2 separate regions of the Gossypium hirsutum genome follow, and region 1 is linked to region 2. The links are chromatin contacts, called in public Hi-C maps. All regions are on one chromosome and are shown on one strand. Each heading gives the region's core, a stretch centred on a gene start, on an enhancer-like site or on the middle of the called end of the contact. The rest is flanking DNA. Distances are from core to core; before and after follow the strand shown.

Region 1 (3,151 bases), core at 331-2,830, 130 kb after region 2:
GGTCGAGCATGGTTTGTCAAATCACAACTCATCAATAAGGTAAGAATTGAGAATTATGGATTTTTTGTCTTTTGAATTAGTGTGGCATGTACCTAGGTATCCGATAAGTAGGAAAGTGATAGTTAGGGCATTGGCACAAAGTTGAGTTTTGTTTAAATGGAGATGTTTTGAACCTTTGTGGCACATTAGATGGAGATTGAATATGGATGATGTAAAAGTTGAACGTCGACAATGACAATATAAAACGATTGCAAAGAAAAAAGAAAGAAAAATAAGAACACACAAATTTTACATGGAAATCCTTTCGGGAAAAAAATCACGGGCAGAGGAGAAGAAAATTCACTAATGTCGAATTTGAATGATACAAGAGAAGTTTAGATTGCATCTATTTATAGGTTGAAAAACCTTATTATAATCAATGTCAAATAGAAGCAATGTAGTGAGGTTGAAACACCTTATTCTAATCAATATCAAATAGAATAAGTGTACTTCTATACGAATTCCACTTGTACAGCTTGTACTGTATTGTGGGGGCACACCCCTGGTTGCGACCCCAGTCCAGTTTTATACTTAATAGGGATCTGCAGCGGTTGCGGCCCTTGACCTTTGCCCCCACAGATCCCCCTATTTTGCCATTATTTTTTTTAACAAGAACTTGGGTCATGCAACTCTAATAGATGAATTGCATGACAGTTTACAAAGATAATTAGGAGTATTTTAAGGTCAAAGAATGATTGAGAATGATTGGCATTAATTGGAGTAAGTTATGACATTTTTTGAGGTGTTTTTAAGCTTGATTTTAGCTTCCATACACCCAAATTTTGATACTTAGAGGACTTGTATCGATAAAGCTCAAACAAAATGTAAAAATGAATAGTATCAAGGTCAAGGTATCGATAAATTGGGGCATGCATCGATACCTCTACCTTATTTTCTTAATTTATGTTGTTTTTTACATCGAGGGGTCCCTGAATGATCTCTGATTGCAATCGGATTACATATTAAGTTTAGAAATTATTGAAGAAGCCTTAAATAGCTTCAAATAAGTCTAAAAGATGAGTGGAACATGAGTGATGTGTTTGGTATGGAAATGTAGCATTTCTTACTTGGTAAGGGGGTGTTACAATCGTCGTTAATGGTAGAAGTGGTTGCGAAGGACCAATGCTCAAAAGATTTTGGCATTATCCAATGGTAACTGATTAGTAAAACAAACTGGTGGTATCTTAGAGAAAACACACCGATGAGTTGAAGTTGACATTTTTAACGGATTAGTTGTCCCAGAACTTGTTGTCATTAGATAGGATTTGGGCTAAAACTTGCTACCGAATAACAAGGATCGTAAGTGGTTGGACTGGATCCAAATATATACGTGGTCAAAGCTAAAATTAAGTTAAATTTTAACATATGTAATAAAGCTTTAAGTTGCCCCTTAATTGCCCAAATCTAGTCTTATCTAGTCTTTTAGCTAATGCAATGTTTCTTATTTGTTAGAAATGTTGACAAGTCACACTATGCATAGCTTTTGAGTAGGGTAAAAGCTAGAGATGATTCCTCTACGTGCCACGTGACATTGTTCTTGTTAGCATTTAAGTTTTGTACTTTATAAAGCCTAAGCTCGTGTGATCTTTGTACCAGTTGGAACTTGAGCTCTTTTGGGCCTCGCTACAGGCCTTAGCCCATTTGGCCTGGATATAACAATAATGAATGATAAAAATTTTCCGTGATTAAAAATATTTCCAAATGAATGCTTTTATATATAAATCTATATATATAAAACTAGATTTTAAATTCTTATCTAAGTTTGTGTTTTTTTTCTGACGTAAAAAGATTGTAGTAAATTTGCAAATGCTTGAACTCAAAATCCATACCCAGTCAATGGTACTTAAAATAATTTCATAGACCAAGTTTGAGTAATATTCTTGTTCTTACAATTCTTCAGATTCAGAGTAATTTTGTAGTTGTACAATAGAAGCCAATATCAAACTACAATACAGTGCTCCTCGAGCCTTAGGAAGCTTTATCTACTTATGGCTTCTGCTCAAAATTTACTTAGAGTAAAAAACGAAGTACATAAGACAAAAAAGAAAGAAAAAAGAATCTACATTTTGAAGTAGATGTTGAAGAACAGTGTCGACATACCTTTTCCAGCAGCACTCATCTTTCCATAAAACTTATTCAGACATCGCTTCAGCTTCTCCATCCACAAAACCAGATTCATTACCCCTGAAAATGTTAAAATGTTCCAATCATTCAGGTACCCTTTTTTTTATTACCTGACATACCTACATATCAGAACTTAGGAGAAGAAAAACCCTTACCTATAGTAAGCCTTAGAAGAATGTATTCTATATTTCCTATCAATCTGGTATATAGGGCGAATGATGTCAAACCTGAACACACGATTCCTTAAATTGTAAATTAAAACAAAATATGCAACCACAAAATCAGAGCCTTCCAAGAATACCGACGTTAACGGCTCGTGAATATAAAAATCTCTTTCTTACTATACACTCATAAATGTACAGACACAACAACAGATGCATCCATTAGAAGCTCTCCCTGGCTTGGCCAGATAACAACTGCTTTAGAATAAAATTAAAGGAAAAAAAAAGGGTTTAGAAGCAATGTTTACCAGAGCATGGATTCGACTTCGGAGAGAGACCAAGTGAGGCATATTTTCCATAGGTTAGCAACCTCACCCATTTTGAAGCACCAAGCTTGCTTACTGTAGATCTCAGTAATTCACTAAAACAGGAAAGACCAAAATGAGATTAGGAGCTATTGAACTCCAAATAGGCTACTGAATTTATCATACTCTGTCCGCAATATTATGAGAAAGTTGGAAGGAAGAGATTCCATAAACGAAGATATGTCCTCCATCTTTAGAGCCTTCAAATGTTGTTTCAGCTTCTTTTGCTCTTCAACCAACATTCCCTTCCCAATGCCAGATTTACTGCCAATCAGATTACAGAAGGGATAATTACATTGGTATCATAATTGTTATAATATAATAGTCAGTAAACTGAACCTTCAATCTATCCAGTCAACACCTCTCCCAAATCAAAAACACAGAAGGAAAAATGTAAGATGCCTCACCATATCAGGAGGATAGGAACCTACAGAAAGATTTATGCTTCTAGTTATCATTTAA
Region 2 (2,788 bases), core at 131-2,630:
TGGTGAACTATTCCATTAGGGACTTTAAATATAGGTTATTACTATTTTGGTCATCTCTAATTTTATTTTTTTTTGTTAATGTTGTCAGCCGAAAATAAAACTTGATCAAATTAGCCATTTCACTCTGTTAAATGGTAACAGAAGACTAATAGCACATTTCTACCTTAGTCACTCTAAAATTAGGATAAACTACCTGTCAATCATTCTAAATAGGGATCGTTCTTATTTTAATCATCTCGAAAGTTTTTCGTACAAATGAATCATTAGTCTTTCATTATTATTTAACGATGGAGTGACCAATTTGATCAATTTCTTTTCTTTTTGGTGACCAAATTAACAAAAAGAAAATTTGGGAGGACCAAAATAGGAACAACTCCTATTTAGAGTGACTAACGATATAGTTTAACCAATTTCCATATTCCATCTTCTTTCAAGTTTTGACTTCAGATTTTTTTCGTGAGTTTTCAAATTTTCTTCTTCATATTTTGTTTGAAACCTTTTTCTCACAACTCAAATCCGAAATTTTTAAACACTCTATTTTTATGTTTTTGTATTTAAAGTGTGCAAAGAATAGAGAGTGAACAAAGAGAAAGATGAAGCAAATTTGAAAATTCAATAAATTTGGGCTGTTCAAATGTTTAACAGAATCAACCAAGGCGGAAGAAATTAGAAGTTTTGGTTCGGGGCCAGGGGTATGATTGCTGCCTACTAGGGCTGCATTTATTTATTTTGTTTTATTTTTTGCTTGGATTGGGTTTAATAAATTGCAAGGGTTTGGGCTGGTTTTAAGGGATTTTAGTTGGACAAATGGTTTTTTTGTTTGGGCTAGAAAAATTTAGCCCAAAATTTAAAATAGCTAGAATAGTTTTATTAAGAAAATCAACAACAAAATTTAATCAAAATAGTTAAAGATGTCAATTATTTAGACTAATTAATGTCAGTGTGAAAATTGAAAACCAAATTATGTCAAATTAAAACATAAAAAAAAATAAATCTCAAATGTTATCATAATATAGGGATTAAAATTGAAACTTTATCAATATAATTATTAAAAAATAAATAAAAGGTGATTGAAACATGTGTCACAAGGAAGGTATAATACTTAAAAGTACTCATAACATCTTCTCAGCCTAAATAAGAAGACAAAACATGTTTCAATATGCTCAAACCCATATTTTTCTACCCTAATAATAATATCAATACCAATCGAACTAAAACTCAATTGACTTTAAATAATTTTTAACTTTGAGTTATTTTGGAATAATTTAGTTAATTGCTCTCCAATTTGTTTTATGATTGGCACGTAATTATCTTATCATATTTTATGGCAAAAGTACTATATTATAGTCAAATGCATAAAAAAAAGTTCTTACACGGTAATATATTATCGAGACTCTACGTGGGTACTGAGAGGATCTTCAATACTTATAGCAAAAGAATAAAAATTCTTCTATTCCATCCACAATACCAATTAAAAAAAATATTTCTTTTTGTTAGGGAATTGTTTTTATATATTAAAAGTAAACTCATTTTAATTTAACTTCTGGATAAGTCAAGATTATTTAATATTTTTAATTGATATTATAATTTTTGTAAGTGACCAAACACATCTTAACAAAATAAATAAATATATATTTAAAATTTGTCAAGCGATCAAAAACCTCCGCAATTAGAATTTGGTCCTAAATTTCTAAATCAAGGATTCAATTTCTGAACACAAATAGGGGCTAAAATTTTGAAATTGATAGCAAAATTAGACCAAGAAAAAATAAATGAAAATATGATATCATCGACGTATCTGTCAGAAGGGAAAGCGAGTGTTTGTTTTGACGTAGGAACCAACCAACTTCAATACGGAACCAAACAAGGATGTGGCATGCCGAGGTAGGGCTCGGCCCATGTGTTGCAAGTGTAACCCACCGATCCACGACAAAGGTGTTGCCACTTGCCCCCTCTAGTTTGTGTAGCTCCAAAATAACCCCACCAATTAGAGCTATGAAATTCATCCCTGGAAACTGGAAAAGCAAGCATTGATTCATCTCAATTCCTCTTCAAATTTCAATAATAATAATATACGGAGCGTTTTGGATGAAATATGGCTTTGCCGAAGTTTTATTTAAATGGGATAACCACCTCTTTATTAGAGGTGATCATGGGCCGGGCGGCCCGCCCGAAATATGAGAGGGTTTGGGTAAAAATATAGGCCTGAAATATGGGCTTGGGCAAAAAAACGAGACCTATTTAAAAAACGGGTCGGGCCTCGGGCACCACTTTTTCGATCTGGGCCCGGCCCGACCCGATATAATAAATATATTTATTTTTTTAATTTTAAAATATTTTTACATACTTTTTTAATTTTTTTTAATTTTAAAATCTTTTTAAAATATATTTTTTAATTTTTAAATTTTAAAATATTTTTAAAATACTTTTTTTTAATTTTTTTATTTTTAAAATATTTTTTTAATTTTTTAAAATTTTTAAAATAAAAATGGGCCGGGCTGGGCCAGGCTCGGGCTTATGATTTTTTTCTCGGGCCGGGCATGGGCAAAATCTTAGGCCCATATTTCGGGCCGGGCCGGGCTCGGGCCTAGGACCCGGGCCGAAATTTTTTATGGGCCCGGCCCGAACCTGGCCCATGAGCACCTCTACTCTTTATCAAATCAAATCTATACTATTTATTAAATATTTTATTAAATTTATGTCATTTTCAATCGAGATATCAACACGGTTAAGAAAATTATGAAAACGCTATTTCATAATTAAATTAAGTTATATTATTTGAGGATAT

The links. A called contact is a pair of places that touch in the nucleus more often than the background predicts.
Region 1: a Hi-C map of leaf shows a contact between it and region 2, with 3 times the contacts expected there. The contact joins two enhancer-like sites. A contact is called at or near these places in 8 of 34 Hi-C or Micro-C datasets (callus, hypocotyl, leaf and 1 more).

What each region holds. Positions count from the first base shown.
Region 1 is chrD07:38,194,966-38,198,116 of Gossypium_hirsutum_v2.1, forward strand. It overlaps LOC107954768 (aarF domain-containing protein kinase 1), which reads right to left. Exons shown (of 17, transcript XM_016890433.2): 13 at 2,816-2,953; 14 at 2,633-2,745; 15 at 2,319-2,390; 16 at 2,140-2,223; 17 at 1,877-2,034. The coding sequence ends at 2,018. Among protein-coding and RNA genes, the nearest start is that of LOC107954768, 16 kb to the right of the region's middle. Within about 2 kb of position 1,581, at least 2 of the 9 cell types and tissues checked have an H3K27ac peak or open chromatin away from gene starts, as enhancers often do. A contact at or near this core is called in leaf, where this site is marked.
Region 2 is chrD07:38,062,226-38,065,013 of Gossypium_hirsutum_v2.1, forward strand. No RefSeq gene overlaps it. Among protein-coding and RNA genes, the nearest start is that of LOC107954770, 6.7 kb to the left of the region's middle. Within about 2 kb of position 1,381, at least 2 of the 9 cell types and tissues checked have an H3K27ac peak or open chromatin away from gene starts, as enhancers often do. A contact at or near this core is called in leaf, where this site is marked.